Regions from separate parts of the Ovis aries genome. Here region 1 is linked to region 2. Evidence: chromatin contacts called from public Hi-C data. All regions are on one chromosome and are shown on one strand. Each heading gives the region's core, a stretch centred on a gene start, on an enhancer-like site or on the middle of the called end of the contact. The rest is flanking DNA. Distances are from core to core; before and after follow the strand shown.

The links. A called contact is a pair of places that touch in the nucleus more often than the background predicts.
Region 1: a contact with region 2 is called in a Hi-C map of omental adipose tissue, with 2.1 times the contacts expected there. The contact joins two enhancer-like sites. A contact is called at or near these places in 11 of 16 Hi-C or Micro-C datasets (blood, hypothalamus, liver and 6 more).

The regions. Positions count from the first base shown.
Region 1 is chr17:54,198,099-54,203,725 of ARS-UI_Ramb_v3.0, reverse strand. IFT81 (intraflagellar transport 81) reads right to left here. Exons shown (of 18, transcript XM_027956497.2): 18 at 3,098-5,627. Among named protein-coding and RNA genes, the nearest start is that of ATP2A2, 47 kb to the left of the region's middle. Within about 2 kb of position 2,980, at least 14 of the 54 cell types and tissues checked have an H3K27ac peak or open chromatin away from gene starts, as enhancers often do.
Region 2 is chr17:54,073,427-54,079,486 of ARS-UI_Ramb_v3.0, reverse strand. No RefSeq gene overlaps it. Among named protein-coding and RNA genes, the nearest start is that of P2RX7, 15 kb to the right of the region's middle. Within about 2 kb of position 1,591, at least 5 of the 54 cell types and tissues checked have an H3K27ac peak or open chromatin away from gene starts, as enhancers often do.

The DNA of each region.
Region 1 (5,627 bases), core at 1,731-4,230, 120 kb before region 2:
AGCCAAATTCTACCCATGCTTCCAGAGTGGTTTTAAACTTGTACCATCTCTTTCTCCAGTCTGCCCAGATTGCTCCAGCCCACAGTGTTTTTTCCCCCTCTGAATTCCCATTAGACTAGTAACTCTTGATGGGATTCCAAAAAGCTAAACTGAAACTTTCAGAGACCCTGAACTCTAAGGAGAGTGTAAGGAAGTCTGAGTTTTGATTTTTCTAAAGAAAACTTCTTTGATTTCTGAAATATCAAATATTGGGGTATATCTGTTTGATAATCCAGTGCTGTAAATTGCTTCAATCGCTGGTTCCTATCCAAACTTTACTCATCTTTCCAGGCCCAGATCATTCCCTCTTCTTTGATGAAACCTCCTGGACGCCCCTTTGACCTTTTAGTCTTCCCTAGTCCATTTTGGAAGGAAATGGCAACCCACTCCAGTACTCTTGCCTGGAAAATCCCATGGACAGAGGAGGCTGGTAGGCTGCAGTCCACGGGGTTGCGAAGAGTCAGACATGACTGAGCGACTTCACTTTCACTTTTCATTCTCATGCATTGGGGAAGGAAATGGCAACCCACTTCAGTATTCTTGCCTGAAGAATCCCAGGGACAGGGGAGCCTGGCGGGCTGCTGTCTATGGGGTCTCACAGGGTTGGACACGACTGAAGTGACTTAGCAGCAGCAGCAGCAGCAGTAGCAGTCTGTTTTGACTGAACTTCTACAGCACACAAAATTTAGCACTAGGTTTTAGGATTCAATGTATTTGCTGTATTGTATTGTTAGTCTGGCTAATGACAGGGGCCATGTCTTATCCTTTTACTGTACCTTTTCATGGAGTCCAGCTGAGTGCCCAGCATGTCAAATTACAGAGCACACGAGCTTAGCCCATATTAGGAACTCCTTACCCTGGCCTCACACAACTAGGTAACTTATTGAGCCATTCTAGACTTGCCATTTCCTGAACATGTCATGTACTTAAATGCCTTTATGTCTTCCACTTGTCTTACACTATCAAAATCTTAATTCATTCTTATAAATCCAGCTCAAGTCCCACCTCTTCCATTAATCTTTCTCCAATCCCCCATGTCAAAATTAACTGTTTCTTCCTCTGAGCTCCTTGTTTTATACATTTAAAAAAACTTTTCTTTTTGCTGCTTAATGTTAGAATCTTCTAGACTGTGTGCTCTTTGAGAGAAAAAACCAGGTCATGTTCACTTTCTATTTTAGCATGTAGCACAGTGTCAGGCATGCAGAAGATATTCAATAAATATTCACATATAAATAAATGAATGAACTTACAATTTTATTCTCCAGTTAATCAAGTAACAGCTTGTTAATATCTTTGGTTTAGCCTTGGCATTTTCACAGATGAAGGTGAGAAAAGTCCATAAAACTATTCAATGAATTCTGGATTTGACTAAATAAATTTTGTGGTTCTGCTTAATATTTTATCTTATTTCAACCTTTAAGTTTGATGGTAGCATTGTTTGTAAAGTAAAAAACTGGAATCAATCTAAATGTCCAGCAACAGGAGACATATATGAGTTTAAGACTTTCACAGAGAAAGTTTTTTTTTTTTTCTTTTTCACCACCATCTACCTCCAGAACTTTTTCATCATCCCAACTGAAACTCTTCATGGAGAAAGTTTTAAATTATAACCTATAAAGTTTCTACTCTCTCTTTACCTAAACCTATTACTCACTTCTTTTATGCATTTACTCGACAATCATTTTTACTATAATTCCCTCATCTGGTTGGTAGAGTTTATTCACTTTAAAATATTTATTGATTTATTTTATTTATTTTTGGCTGTGCTGAGTCTTTGTTGCTGTACACAGGCTCAGTAGTTGCGATTTGTGTGCCATAGTTGTTGGTGCATGGGCTTAGTTGCCACAAGGCATGTGGGATTTTCCTGGAGCACGGATAGAACCCATGTCCCCTGCACTGGCAGGTGGATTCTTAACCACTGGACCGCCAGGTTAAGTCCCAGCAGAGTTTATTTTTAATCATTTAGTAAAGCAGTGAAGTTTTTTTTTCAGCTATAGTTAAGGAAATATATTATTGAAAATGCATTATAAATGCAAAAAAAATAATTTCACGTATACTGCAGTTCATAAATGGACAGCAACCTTTATGGATATATACAACTATGGGTCACATTGCAGGACAGCACATAGTTAAGAGCACAGGTTTTGGACCCTGGCTCCACCTGTTACAGTTATTAGCTGTGTAATACTGTAAAAGCCTTTCTGTGCCTCAGTTTCTCCATTTATAAAGCGAGGATAATGGTATCCATCTCATAGGGTTATTTTGAGAGTTACACTAGTTCATACACATAAAGGACTTAGGACGGTGTCTGGTACATAATCAGTGCTTACTAATGGACTAGCTGCTAGCATATTATTATTTTCATCTTTCCCACGATTCTGATTATTATAATAACCACAATAATATTACTCCCCTGAAGTAAAATTTTTTTCAGGGAGCAAAATTTGTTCAATCTGGCTTTGCCGAACTGCTGTTTAACGAAATTTCCCTTCCTCTGTAAGTTGGCTTTGCTTCTAGAACCAATAAACCAATCAGTCTTTGCTCTTTAACAATGGGACCGGCTCCCTCATGAGGAGTGAACTGCATTGTGGTTACTCTACTGAGGCTGGAAAGCCATTTGCCACAAGCACTCCTGTCCTGATTTCTGCACTGAGAGAGGCTGAAAGAGATCCCTCAAAGGTCCCAATTTAATGAATGACCATATGAATCATTCTGAGGTTCCTTTCAAGCTCCAAAATTCTCTGCCTATTCACCAGGTTCTCACATGCAATGTTAAGCGGCAGTCTTGCCAAGAACCTGCAGTTCATACTCTGAACTGAGGCGGAAACAAATACTGTCACAGAAGAGCAGAAAGCTTAAATTTCTTTCTGTCTTCTGAACAATGCATTTCCACAGCAGTGAACCACGTTTGGTGACTCAAGTCTCTCAGCAATTCTAGAGAGGAAATTGTGAAATTATCGCTGTTTGCTGAGACAGTACTTACAGTTTGCCAAAAGAGGGAGCATGGGAGCAGAAAACACATTTGTCCAAGTCTTAAAAAAAAAAATGTTTGTTTGGATTTAGTTTTTTAGTTTTTTATTTCTTTTGCAAGGATTGGATGAAACTAAATGACAGTTACAGACAATATTTTCTTTTTAAGACTATCTTAAGACAGAAAGGTCCAAGATTGAAAATAGACACATAACTTTAAACGATCTCTCTCTATCTTCCCCAGACAAAACATTCACCTTATGCCTGGCTGCCACACATCAAATTGCTCTAACTAAACTGCTCTCATTAAAAAGAAAGGAAGGAGGAGCTCAGGCCAGCAGTTCTCCTGAGTAGGGAAGCAATCACATATTCAATAAAAGTACAACTTTCTCTCCTGGCTGCCATGGATTGTTTAAAAGAGAAGGATTCATTGTATATATAATCTAGATCTCACCTTTACTACAATAATGGAGAAGTTATTGAAATAACCAAGTTTAATGAAAGTTAATCATCAGGGTGCTGTTACTCACTCCCTAAGGCTAAACACTCCTTGGTGCCAAGCAAGAGGAATGATGTAAGCTCCTAGAACCTTTTGTAGAAACAAGTCTTGGATTCACACTCATTAGTCACTAATACTGGGTGAAAGCCTGTGTAAGACAAGGAGGTTTCTATATATCATATCCCTACAAAGTCATTTTTTCAATACAAATTTGATTGCTGCTTTTGTAAATGCAGCTTTGGCAATTTCCCCATTTGTACATATATTTTTAGTATTTTTAGTTTAAGGAACATATTCAGTCTCTTACTCAAATTACCAAAAAGTACTCTGTATCATGTTTAGCCTAAAAATTTAAGAAAGACACCTAGAAAATTCACAGAGCTTAAAAATTTTCCCCCCAAATTATGTATGTTATATAAACTAATTACATGATAGTTTAATGAAATGGTTTCTTTCATTGCTGCTGTCCACTGCATTAAAGCAATATGATATAAAATATTAATCTAAAGAACAAAGTTAAATATTCTACAATTTCCTGAGAGTTGGTTTAATTTCCATATGCCTCTGAACAATGCTCTAAGGTAACTCTGCTAACACTTTCTAGACCTGGAAAACACATGACCTTAGATTCAGTTATTAACAGATTTATAACAGAAAAGACATTATATTATAAAATTCTTCTTAAAGGACAACCTTTAAAGTTGTATTTTTCCTTAACTAATACAGGAAACAAGATAGGCAGTGGCTTTTTGAAATTTATGGTTTAGTCAGTCCCATGCAACAGCTGGCAATACTGGGTCCTAGTAGGAGAAAAATCTGTGAACAAAGAAGTAGATTTCACAGGCTACATTTTTTTCCTTAATTTGGGTCATCATGTGGAAGACGAGATTATTTTCCAAAATGATTAGGCATTCTCATCAATTAGCCAGCTAAAGTATCAATCCTGAAGGAAAAACGTAATCAGCTCTTCTTTTGTAAGTGCCACCTGTCAAAAACTGTCAGAGTTAGTCAAAGCTTTTTACTGTTCCAATCAAATCATAAAATGAGTGGAAAGTCACTGTATAAAACCCATTAAGCTATGTTACTAAATGTCCAATGTTACATAAAAACTATAAATAGCTTTGCACTTTTAGGCCTTTTTTTCAATTTGCTTTTCTTGAAGTAGTAATGATGTTCTGCTTCAGTGAATAAAATAATTTTGGAGCTGCCTTAGTGTTTAATCCACATAACTCTTTCTGTGTGGAATGAAAGCAAGCAGTAATCAAATCAGAATTATAAGCATTCCTTGACGTATCTCTTGCTAACAATTTAAAAAATTAAGAGCACCAAAGATAGCAAAGACTGAAAAAACTAGTCACTAGGCTTAATAGTCTTACAAATTGGCATTTCTTTGGGGAATAAAATGCTGTTTCTGGGAAGGGCATCTAGTCTTTTTCAAATATTTTTAAAGGAATTCATACTCTAAAAGGAACATCACTTACTACTGGCTTAAAAATAACAAGCCAGTAGCCAACTCTGAACAAATACAATGTCCAAAAACTGATTATTGAATTAGTAAGGGTTTGTTTCCACACACTGAACACAGTCTTTGCTCTTTTAGTACATGGTTGATCCAATAGTTGATCTAAGGGCCAAGTGAGAATTCTGATAACTGATATTTGTCCAAATAAGTAGTTAAAGTAAGCTGAGGACCAGATCCAAAGCACTTAATAACACTGAAATACTTCTCTTTTTTCTTCTTACAATATGTTAAAAGAAGTTTCTTTCTATACTTTCCTGGTAAGTTCTTCCATACTCGGATGGATCCTATCTATTCTGGTGATAGCTCCTAGAAATGTAAGTAATTTCCATGCTAATGAAATTCTCTAATTATCAAGAAAGACAAAAAAAGGGTAGGACACATTTGGGAACAGACACCCAAGGCCATTAATCAAGTTTGTATATTTTGCAAGGGTGGAAACAATTTTTTTCATCAAAATGTTTTTGCTTTGTTTTCTCCAGGAAAGCTAAGAAGAACGAACCCAAGAAGGACATGCTAACCATTTGAAATCTGAGTTTTCAAGTCTAAAATAAAGAAAATTTGAAAAGTATATTGAAACTGAAATGAAGTAAAGGGTGG
Region 2 (6,060 bases), core at 342-2,841:
CATCTGAAATAAAGCAAACTTTCCTTTTCACCATCCTGGCCTGGTTATTGGCTTTTGAGGGGCGAGCAGCTGGACCCCGCACACTCTTCTGGTAACACTTCTGGACTTCTCTGGTGATCCAGTGAGTGGCTAAGACTTCCCACTCCCAATGCAGGTGGCTAAGGTTCAATCCCTGGTCGTGGAACTAAGAGTTCGCCAGCCATAACTAAAGATCCTACATGCTGCAATGAAGATCAAAGATCCCGCATGATGCAGCTAAGACCCAGTGCTGCCAAATGAATAAATATCGTTTTAAAAAAAACAATGTCATCTTCCTAAGGGAGGCCTTTCTCGACTGCCCTATTTAAAAATTCACCCTCAAATCTTGCATCTCAATGACAAAAGACAGAAAACCCAATTCAAATAGTGGGCAGAAGACTTGATGTTTCTCCAAGAAGACATAAAAATGGCCAATAAGCACATGAAAAAAGGCTCAACACCTAATAATCTGCATTAGGGAAATGCAAATCAAAGCCACATAAGATACCACTTCATACCACTAGGATCACTGTTATTTACAAAATGGAAAATTACAAGTGTTGGCATTGTGGAGAAATTAGAGCCCTCAGACATTGCTGGTGGGAATGTAAAACGGTGCAGCTACTGGAGAAAACAGTTTGGTGGTTCTTCAAAAAATTAAATATACGACCCAGCAATACAGGGGGACTTCCCTGGTGGTCCAGTGACTAAGATTTCATGCTCCCAAAGCAAGGGGCCAGGATTCAATCCCTGGTCAGGGAACTAGATCAAAAGTTCGCATGCCACAACTAAAGACCTTACGTGCTGCAACTAAGACCTGGTATAGCCAAATAAATATGTAAATAAATAACATTTAAAAAGAATATGTTTTGGAACTAGATAGAGGTTGTGTTAAGTTCATCCCTCAATACATCTTATCTCCCTTCCTCGTTTGAATTTTCTCCATAGGAAAATCACACACACACTATATTAGGGTCTACTGTTCAGCCTGTTTCTTTAGAATATAAACTTCAACAGAGGAAGGATTTTGATCTCTTTAGTTAACTCACATAAACCCCCAAAGAGTTGCTGACACTCATTAAATATTTGTTTTATAAATGAATTAGAAGAAGTGTAGTGATGAAGCAGAGTCCTGCTCCCCCAACCTTCTATGTTGTTGTTGTTTAGTCACTAAGTCATATCTGATTCTTTTTGCAATCCCATGGACTGTATCCTGCCAGGCTCCTCTGTCCATGTGATTTCCCAGGCAAGAACACTCGAGTGGGTTGCCATTTCCTTCTCCAGGGGATCTTTCCAACCCAGAGGTGGAACCTGAGTCTCCTGCCTTAGCAGGTGGATTCTTTTCCATTAAGCCACCTGGGAAGCCCCCTCCCCTCCATCCCTGTCTCTAATTCTGACTGGCTCTTGATCCTCAAATATATGAACAATAATCCTTAGTCCAGGTTCATTTTTTCCTCCTTTTCCTAAAGAGCTGAATCCACAAGCTCTCAGCTCAGCCTTATAAACCCTTCTCTGCAGAGAGTCTGAGAAAAGAAGGGCAGGAGAGAAAGCAATGAATCCATCACTATGTGGAGAAACACTGTCAGCTCTGTCACTCTGTGGCTGCCCACAGCAATTGATTGTAACCCCAAACCGGTGCTGTGAGGCCATCTTGGCTCCCAGCCAGGAAGATGTCGTTCCCAGCTGCTGCCCAGGTGCTCTTCAGCGGGGACATTTAGAGAAGTGAGTCAATAACCATTTATGAACAGCCATTCTAACACAGGCCTGTACCAGGCACTTGGCCAAATTACAAACGTAAAATATGATCATTCATTTGATCATTCACTCATTCATGTGGTTATCAAACATTCATTGAGTACCTACTATGTGTCTTACACTGTGGCCCTTGATTTCACCATTTACAGTTGAACTTAGAGCTGAGGTGCCAACACCATATAGACCAGATTTTCTCAGCTCTGGGCACTACTGACATTCTGGACCAGAAAATTCTTTGTTGTAGGGGGTTGATCTGTGTATTGTCAGATGTTTGGCAGCCTCCCTGACCATTAGATGCCAGTAGCATTTCCTGGTGGCTCAGCTGGTAAAGAATCTGCCTGCAATGCCTGAGACCTGGGTTCGATCCCTGGGTTTGGAAGATCTCCTGGAGAAGGGAATGGCTATCCACTCCAGTACTCTGGCCTGGAGAATTCCATGGACTGTAAAGTCCATGGGGTCGCAAAGAGTCAGACACAACTGAGTGACTTTTGCTCACTCACTCACTCAGCACTCCCACAATCATGACAACTAAAAATGTCTCTAAACGTTGCCAAATGTTCCCTGAGGGTGCACAATTATCCCTGTAATAAACCACTGGTTTAGATCAGTTCAGTTCAGCTCAGTTCAGTCGCTCAGTCGTGTCAGACTCTTTGCGACCTCATGAATCACAGCACGCCAGGCCTCCCTCTCCATCACCAACTCCCGGAGTTCACTCAGACTCACGTCCATCGAGTCAGTGATGCCATCCAGCCATCTCATACTCGGTCGTCCCCTTCTCCTCCTGCCCCCAATCTCTCCCAGCATCAGAGTCTTTTCCAATGAGTCAACACTTCGCATGAAGTGGCCAAAGTACTGGAGTTTCAGCTTTAGCATCATTCCTTCCAAAGAAATCCCAGGGCTGATCTCCTTCAGAATGGACTGGTTGTATCTCCTTGCAGTCTAAGGGACTCTCAAGAGTCTTCTCCAACACCACAGTTCAAAAGCATCAATTCTTCGGCACTCAACCTTCTTCACAGTCCAACTCTCACATCCATACATGACCACAGGAAAAACCATTCAATATCACAGTTATCCAAGTCTATGCCCCAACCAGTAATCCTGAAGAAGCTGAATTTGAACGGTTCTATGAAGACCTACAAGACCTTTTAGAACTAACTGCCAAAAAAGATGTCCTTTTCATTATAGGGGAATGGAATGCAAAAGTAGGAAGTCAAGAAACACCTGGAGTAACAGGCAAATTTGGCCTTGGAATGCGGAATGAAGCAGGGCAAAGACTAATGGAGTTTTGCCAAGACAATGCACTGGTCATAGCAAACACCCTCTTCCAACAACACAAGAGAAGACTCTACACATGGACATCACCAGATGGTCAACACCGAAATCAGATTGATTATATTCTTTGCAGCCAAAGATGGAGAAGCTCTATACAGTCAACAAAAACAAGACCAGGAGCTGACTGTGGCTCAGATCATGAACTCCTTATTACCAAATTCAGACTCAAATTGAAGAAAATAGGAAAACCGCTAGACCATTCAGGTATGACCTAAATCAAATCCCTTATGATTATACAGTGGAAATGAGAAATAGATTTAAGGGCCTAGATCTGATAGATAGAGTGCCTGATGAACTATGGAATGAGGTTCATGACATTGTACAGGAGACAGGGATCAAGACCATCTCCATGGAAAAGAAATGCAAAAAAGCAAAATGGCTGTCTGAGGAGGCCTTACAAATAGCTGTGAAGAGAGGTAAAAAGCAAAGGAGAAAAGGAAAGATATAAGCATCTGAATAGAGAGTTCCAGAGAATAGCAAGGAGAGATAAGAAAGCCTTCTTCAGCAATCAATGCAAAGAAATAGAGGAAAACAACAGAATGGGAAAGACTAGAGATCTCTTCAAGAAAATTAGAGATACCAAGGGAACATTTCACGCAAAGATGGACTCAATAAAGGACAGAAATGGTATGGACCTAACAGAAGCAGAAGATATTAAGAAGAGGTGGCAAGAATACACGGAAGAACTGTACAAAAAAGATCTTCACGACCCAGATAGTCATGATGATGTGATCACTAATCTAGAGCCAGGCATCTTGGAATGTGAAGTCAAGTGGGCCTTAGAAAACATCACTATGAACAAAGCTAGTGGAGGTGATGGAATTCCAGTTGAGCTATTTCAAATCCTGAAAGATGATGCTGTGAAAGTGCTGCACTCAATCTGCCAGCAAATTTGGAAAACTCAGCAGTGGCCACAGGACTGGAAAAGGTCCGTTTTCATTCCAATCCCAAAGAAAGGCAATGCCAAAGAGTGCTCAAACTACCTCACAATTGCACCCATCTTACACGCTAGTAAAGTAATGCTCAAAATTCTCCAAGCCAGGCTTCAGCAATAAGTGAACCGTGAACTTCCTAATGTTCAAGCTGGTTTTAGAAAAGGCAGCAGAACCAGAGATCAAATTGCCAACATCCGCTGGATCATGGAAAAAGAAGAGAATTCCAGAAAAACATCTATTTCTGCTTTATTGACTATGCCAAAGCCTTTGACTGTGTGGATCACAATAAACTGTGGAAAATTCTGAAAGAGATGGGAATATCAGACCACCTGACCTGCCTCTTGAGAAATCTGTATCCAGGTCAGGAAGCAACAGTTGGAACTGGACATGGAACAACAGACTGGTTCCAAATAGGAAAAGGAGTCCATCAAGGCTGTATATTGTCACCCTGCTTATTTAACTTCTATGCAGAGTACATCATGAGAAACGCTGGACTGGAAGAAACACAAGCTGGAATCAAGATTGCTAGGAGAAATATCAATAACCTCAGATATGCAGATGACATCACCCTTATGGCAGAAAGTGAAGAGGAACTCAAAAGCCTATTGATGAAAGTAAAAGAAGAGAGTGAAAAAGTTGGCTTAAAGCTCAACATTCAGAAAACAAAGATCATGGCATCCAGTCCCATCACTTCATGGGAAATAGATGGGGAAACAGTGGAAACAGTGTCAGACTATTTTTTTGGGCTCCAAAATCACTGCAGATGGTGACTGCAGCCATGAAATTAAAAGACACTTACTCCTTGGAAGAAAAGTTAGATAAGTTGCTGTTGCTTAATTGCTCAGTTATGTCCAACTCTTTGCAACCATATGGACTGTAGCTGGCCAGGCTATACCACCACACTGCATACACCCAGCTCTTGACACAGAGCCTTTCACATAGTAGGTGTTCAATAAACATGTGTTGTCTGAATTAATAAACAAAAGGATGGGGAAAGGATTGTGAAAAAGGTGCCAAGCTAGATGAAATCATATGGGCCCAGCACCAAAGAATTGATGCTTTCTAACTGTTGTGCTGAAGAAGACTCTAGAGAGTTCCTTGGCCAGCAAGGAGAACAAATCAGTCAATCTTAAAGGAAATCAACCTGAGTATTCATTGGAAGGATTGATGTTGAAGCTCCAATACTTCGGCCACCTGATGTGAAGAGTCAATTCATTGGCAAAGACTCTGATGCTGGGAAAGATTGAGGACAGGAGGAGAAGGGGGCAACAGAAGATGAGATGGTTGGATGGTATCATCAACTCAATGGACATGAGTCTGAGCAAACTCCAGGAGATAGTGAAGGACAGGGAAGCCTGGTGTGATGCAGTGCATGGGGTGGCAAAGAGTCTGACACAACTGAGCGACTGAACAACAACAATTTCCTCTGCAAAAATACTATCAGGTCATTTTACCTGGGCAAATAAATTCTCTATAGAGCTCTTCCCTGGCTGGGCCATGTGACATGCCTTATAGCTGACCAGGTTCCCTGTGAACATAAAGATTTCCTTCCATGCATGGACATGAACATGAACATAGTCGCACAGCCATGTCTGACTCTTTGTGACCCCATGGACTGCGGTCTGCCAGGCTCCTCTGTCCATGGATATCTCCAGGCAAGAGTACTGGAGGGGGTTGCCATTTCCTTCTCCAGGGGATCTTCCCAACCCAGGGGTTGAACCTGGGTCTCCTGCATTACAGGCAGATTCTTTACCAACTGAACTACTAGGGAAGCCCATGCATGGAAGAGGCTACTCATTCAGGCTGCTTGGCTCCAGGTCAAAGGACCATTTCATTGGTACCAGTGGCAGGAACTCTTGGTTGTCCTTCAATATCCATTATCCTTTCTCAATAAAAGTAAGAAAACCCTCCATCAGATTTTAAGCAAGGAACATGGTCAAAGAGAATAAGGACTACCTTTCCCATGTTCTATTGCAAGGAGGTGTGGCCATGTGACTAAGTTCTAACTAATGAGCCGCAA